2 separate regions of the Mus musculus genome follow, and region 1 is linked to region 2. The links are chromatin contacts, called in public HiChIP or PLAC-seq maps. All regions are on one chromosome and are shown on one strand. The core of a region is the stretch at or near the end of the contact, and the rest is flanking DNA. Distances in the headings are between cores, read along the strand shown.

Region 1 (2,783 bases), core at 228-2,727, 140 kb before region 2:
AATCTTTTTTCTCTTCTCTTCTTCTTTTCTCCCTCCTCCTTCTCCTTTCCCTCCCTCTCCCCTTCTCCTCCCCTCCTTTCTACTTACCTGTTAATGGTAAGTATTTCTGATTTGTTGAGAAATGGGGATCTGAACTCTTTGAGTTACTGTCTACTGCCCTGTACACCTTAAAATTCCTCTGCATCCTTTGCACACACCTGCCATCTTTTGGTCTGATTTCTTGTTCTTTCAGTGCCTTTAAGCTGCAGGACATTCATTTATCCTTTCCCCACTATACCTACACAAGAAACCTTTGAGGGTAGGCAGTGATAGGTCAGTAAGTGCTGTCTTTTGTAGAAGAAGCTTAGGTGCTCTGAAGTTCTGTGACTTGCCAGTTGTCACATCATGGGAAGGCAGAGCCATAGGATCTGTGTTCAGATTCCAAGATCAGATCTGACCATGTTTGACTGGCAGCAGGATCAGGTAGCCAAGGATGTCTATATTTTTAATTTACAAGTATAGAAAGATGTTAGGACTCCACAGATCAGTGGTTCTCAAGATGTGGGGGCCATTGGCATTAGTAGCCCCTGGGAACCTATAGGAGCGCAGGTTCTCAGGCCCCACCTCAGACCCTCTGAATCAGTCACTTCAGGGTGGGGCTCAGCCGCCTGTGTTTTAACAAGTCCTCAGTTAGCTCCAATGTATATTCACGTTTGAGAATTCCTGGCTTTGGTCAGCATGAGGCATACTTCCTGCTGTTCTTTATTCAATGTGACCTTGGCATCACGTGGCAGGAAGGCAGGGACACACCTGACACCCTTTTTATGATGATCTTTCACAGAGCTGAAGGATCACCCTGACAGCACAGGAGCTCAGTGCCCTGAAATGTCGCAACTGCATACACCATGCCTGAAATTAGTCAATGGGACCTGCGTCTTTCACCATAGGATCAAAGTCCAGGAATGCCTTCTTATGTTACCTTGGGTTTCCCCTAATTAAGCATCTTTTGTCTTCCCATAGGAGAATGGGAGATTATCCTGGACTTAAGTACAGGGAGAGCACATAGCATGCTTTTTTCACAGATAAAAATAACAAGCGGATGAATAGGTTTATCCACTTGAACGGCATGTTGCAGAGTCTGGTACTAGCTAGACAGGGAGTGGTGTTAAAATAGAGGACCTACACAATATGATATAGACAGTGACAGAATTATGCAAAAGAGGTAGTACTATAGAGGAGAGAATAGGAGTGTGTGTGTGTGTGTGTGTGTGTGTGTGTGCGCACACACATACATTGTAAGCTAGCATCTGTATATGAGGAAGAGCAAGTGACTGTTTAGGTTTTCACAAAGGAAGCCATTCATTCTTGGGCTGGATTTTAAGATCAAAGAGTTCAGCAGGGAGGAAAAAAAAGTGAGACACATGCCAGGCATACCAGAGAAATGTAAATACAACGAGGAGTCATGGAGTGGCTTGGCGTGGCGTGTTTGGTTTGGTACTGTGGATCCCTGAGTGTTTGAGGACAAGTGACCCGAGGCCAGCCAAGGAATCGGGAGGCCAGGTCATGGCTGCGAAATTACCCAAGGAGTTTGTATTTGACCGCTATGCTACCGTGTCTGCAAGTGTTCCCACTGCAGACGACTGGACTCCGGGGGCTGGGTTAGGCTTTCTTTGAAGAACAGTAAAGTGAATGCCAAAAGCTCACGGGCATGATTTCTTCAAGGACCCAGGGAACATGGAAAAGAACGTAGAAACTTCTGGATTGTGCCTCTGTGCACAGGGAGGCTGTGTAGGCATGCCCCTCTTAGGGTGAAGTCCACATTCTTCCCATGGGTCTTTCCAAAGCCCATAAGTCAAGTTCTGCCCTCCTCTTTGGCTGGGAGGCAGCCTCAGCGGTCAGGTCTGTGCCATCCATGCTGCCTGCTGGCCCTCCCCACATAGTAATGTGACCCAGCCTAGACTGGCTGCTTTCCCAGCCGGACCTCATACTGTATTGTAACCACTGTATTTCCTCAGGTCTGCCCCTCTAGATTTAGAATCTTTAGATGGCTGGGTTTTGTCTTGTTATTTTTACCTCACTCACCTTTGTGTCGCTGTTTTAGAGTTCGAGTGTGTGAAGAATCGCAAAACATAGATGAAGAAATGAATAAAACCCACAATGACCATAGTGGCTGACATTTATACAGGGTTTTGGGATTCACTTATACTATCTCATTCAGTCTTCATTTCAGCTCTGTGGTGGGTGATCAGTATCCCTGACTTATATGCAAGTGGGTAGAGGCCCAGAGAAGCTGTGTGATTTTTCCAAAGGAGCACAGCTGACTCCGGATGAGCGAGGGTGACCAGGCTTGTCCCTTTGTCCTTCTCAGTCTCATTCTCTTGTCCTTGCTGCCAGGTCCTTGGGAGTCATTTCACTGTGACTCATTTGTTCTCTCTATGGCTCCTTTTGGTGGAGGAACTTCCTGTGGCACCTACTTTCTTGTCCCAATTACCTTCATCATTCTTCCTTCTCTTCCCATGGTCCCTTGCTTCTCAACCTTGGCTCTTTCCTGCTTCTAGGATTCATTGATCAGCTTTAGGAAGCCCATGCACCATGAGTGTGTGAGTCCATCCATATTCACACAGCTCCTGTGACAATGAGAAGACACCAAAGGTCCAGAAGAAGGCAGTGGACAGGCTTCTGTGAAGGACAGGGAGAAGAGAGGCATTGCTTTGCCTAAGAACAGTGCTGCTGTAGGCTTGCAGAGGCATGCATCTGGCCTCTCTCCTCGATTCCCATGAACTGCCCAAGGGTATGGTTTGTAG
Region 2 (2,700 bases), core at 61-2,560:
CTCTTTCCTTCCTCCCTCCCTCCCTCCCTCCCTCCCTTCTTTCTTTCTTTCTTTCTTTCTCTTTCTCTCCTTCTTTCCTTTCTTTCTTTCTTTCTTTCTTTCTTTCTTTCTTTCTTTCTTTCTTTCTTCTTTCCTTTCTCTTTCCTCCCTCCCTCCCTCCCTCCCTCCCTCCTTCCTTTTCTCTCCCTCCCTTCTTCCTTTCCTCCCCTTCCTTCCCTTCCTCCCTTCCTTCTTTCCTCCCTCCCTCCCTTTCTTTTTTCCATCCCTCCCCCTCTCTCTCCTTCCTTCCTTTCATCCTTTCTTTCTTCCTTCCTTCTTTCCTTTCATCCTTCCTTCCTTCCTTTCATCCATCCATCCATCCATCCTTCCTTCCTCTCTCTCTCTCTCTCTCTCTCTCTCTTTCTCTCTCTCTTCAGTCAGGGTTTCTCTGTGCATCCCGGCTATTCTGGAACTCTGTAGACCAGGTTGGCCTCAATCCCAGAGATTACTCTGCATTTCTAATGCACACACAGTGCTGCCATGGCTGTGAACCACATTTTTCAGAGATACTTATGGGGGATCAGGCAATCAAGTTGAGGCTAGACTAAATGAATATCTATTCCAGCCTCCAGACCTTTGGAATCTGTCTGCAAAAATCATTCACCATTCAATGGTCATAGACAGGTGGCAGTGGAATGTGTTTAAAGAAACTTATTGGTATTTTACAGGTAATGCTGGTACTACAAAATTTAAGAGACACGAAAAGAGTACTCAGTAAAAGAACAAAGCCCTCCTTCTCCCTTCTCTAGTCACCCGGGTCCTTTCCTTAGGCTTTATTTATGATTATTAGGCTTTGGTGGTGGGGGTGGGGTTTATTTTTTCCCCCAGGGGCAATCTGGGTATGTGCACGCATATACTGTTCTTCTCTAGTTCTTCTATCTTACTTTTCCCTCTGAGATGTATCATAGAACCATCATATATTAGTACATATGGAGTTGTTGCAACAACTAAGATAACTTCGTATTAACATATAAACTAAACAGTTCTCTATTGATAAATATTCCTTGCACAGTTTTGCTTGCACAATGTTACCATGAAGACATTTGGACACATCTTATGTCAGACAAATAGAATCTATTCCCAGGAGCAGAATTGCTGGATCAAAGGACATGGGTGTCTAACATTTTGATGGGTGGTACCACCTTGCTTTACATGGCTGCTTTGGCAGTCTGCAGTTCCACTAAACATGCACGGGGTGTTCTTTCCCCACACCCTGGCCCACACCAGATTTGCAAATGCTTTGATGTCTGCCAGTGTGGTAGGTGCTGATGTCTCATTGCGGTTTAATTTGCATTTCCCATAGTAGGAGTGACATTGAGACAGTTAACCCATTGTCCCTCAGCCATTCCCATTTCATTTCCAGGAGGTTCCAGCTGCTAACCTTTCCTGGTGATTGGCACGCACTCCTTACAAATAAGGAAATTCATCATTTGTCATGTGAGTTGCAAACATTTCCTGCAGATAACTTTATTTGGGCTTAGTCAGGTGTCATAACCTTTGCATAGTCTCATGGGTCAGATTTTTCAGTCGTGTGTATTTGTGTATGTGTGTTTGCCATACGGTCTCTGGCTCTCCCAGTTAGAAAACACCAAATGATTCTCCTTGGTTTATTCTGGTGTTTTTCCATTTTACTCTCTCTTATTTAAATCTGCGATGTAACTAGAACTTACCTCAACAGGCTAGGTGTGGACCTATTTTTTTTCCAGGAGGTCACAAAAGATCACATAGTAAACAATTTTTCTCCTAGTCACAGTTGAACACTGTTTTTTGTGAACACACATGTCCCATGTTTATGTCTTAACTTTCTACTCCATTCCATTGATTTACCCACTTGTGAGCCTTGTTGCATGATCGTAACTTTTAATATCTTTCAAAACATTTTATTTATTTATTTATTTTTTATTTTTTATTTATTGTTTTTTTGAGACAGGGTTTCTCTGTGTAGCCCTGGCTGTCCTGGAACACACTTTGTAGACCAGGCTGGCCTCGAACTCAGAAATCTGCCTGCCTCTGCCTCCCGAGTGTTGGGCTTAAAGGTGTGCGCCACCACGCCTGGCATTAAATACTGAGTGAGTTGGTCCCCATTCATTACTCCTGTCTCCCTACTCCTTGTCTTTTCTTTTTGTGGGGGATTACTCTTACCTGTTTCAAGTTTGAATGGTGCATGTCTATGCTTGTGTGGTTAAAAAACATCTGAATGCCATTTTTTTTTCCCGATGGCGCTTTAGATTTTAGATAGATTTAAGGCAGCAGATGTTTTTATGATACTGAGTGTTCTTAACAAAGAACATTGTGCATTTTCTACTGGTTTGTTTTTCTTTTGGCTCTTAAGAATAGCATCTTAAAGTTTTCTATATGTAGATTGTATAGATCTTCTCTTCCTCATCTTGATCTTGGTTATTCTCAGATCTTTTGACTTTTTTCCTTTGAGTCTGCCAGTGTGAGTGTGCGTATTTGTGTTTGTGTGTGTTTGTATGTTTGCTTGTGTGTGGAGTGTGTGAGTGGGTAAGTGCACAAATGAAGATGCAGATGGTAGCCATAGGTCAACCTCCAGTGCTTATCTATAAGCACCAACTTCTTCTTCTCCTCCTCCATCCTCCTCCTTCTTCCTCCTCCTCTTCCTCTTCTTCCTCTTTCCTCTCCTCCTCCTCCTACCCCCTC

Evidence for each region. HiChIP or PLAC-seq counts read pairs in DNA pulled down with a chosen protein or histone mark.
Region 1: a FOXA1 HiChIP or PLAC-seq map of pancreatic cancer cells shows a contact between it and region 2. The contact joins two enhancer-like sites. A contact is called at or near these places in 2 of 484 Hi-C or Micro-C datasets (the N1E-115 cell line and nephron progenitors) and 3 of 115 datasets of contacts at active chromatin or transcription factors (a colorectal cancer cell line, pancreatic cancer cells and stem cell-derived neural progenitor cells).

What each region holds. Positions count from the first base shown.
Region 1 is chr4:56,637,980-56,640,762 of GRCm38.p6, reverse strand. The region is part of intron 6 of Gm34687 (a long non-coding RNA gene); the gene reads left to right. Among named protein-coding and RNA genes, the nearest start is that of Gm26144, 40 kb to the left of the region's middle. Within about 2 kb of position 1,477, at least 47 of the 459 cell types and tissues checked have an H3K27ac peak or open chromatin away from gene starts, as enhancers often do. A contact at or near this core is called in pancreatic cancer cells, where this site is marked.
Region 2 is chr4:56,498,736-56,501,435 of GRCm38.p6, reverse strand. No RefSeq gene overlaps it. Among named protein-coding and RNA genes, the nearest start is that of Gm34628, 22 kb to the right of the region's middle. Within about 2 kb of position 1,310, at least 8 of the 459 cell types and tissues checked have an H3K27ac peak or open chromatin away from gene starts, as enhancers often do. A contact at or near this core is called in pancreatic cancer cells, where this site is marked.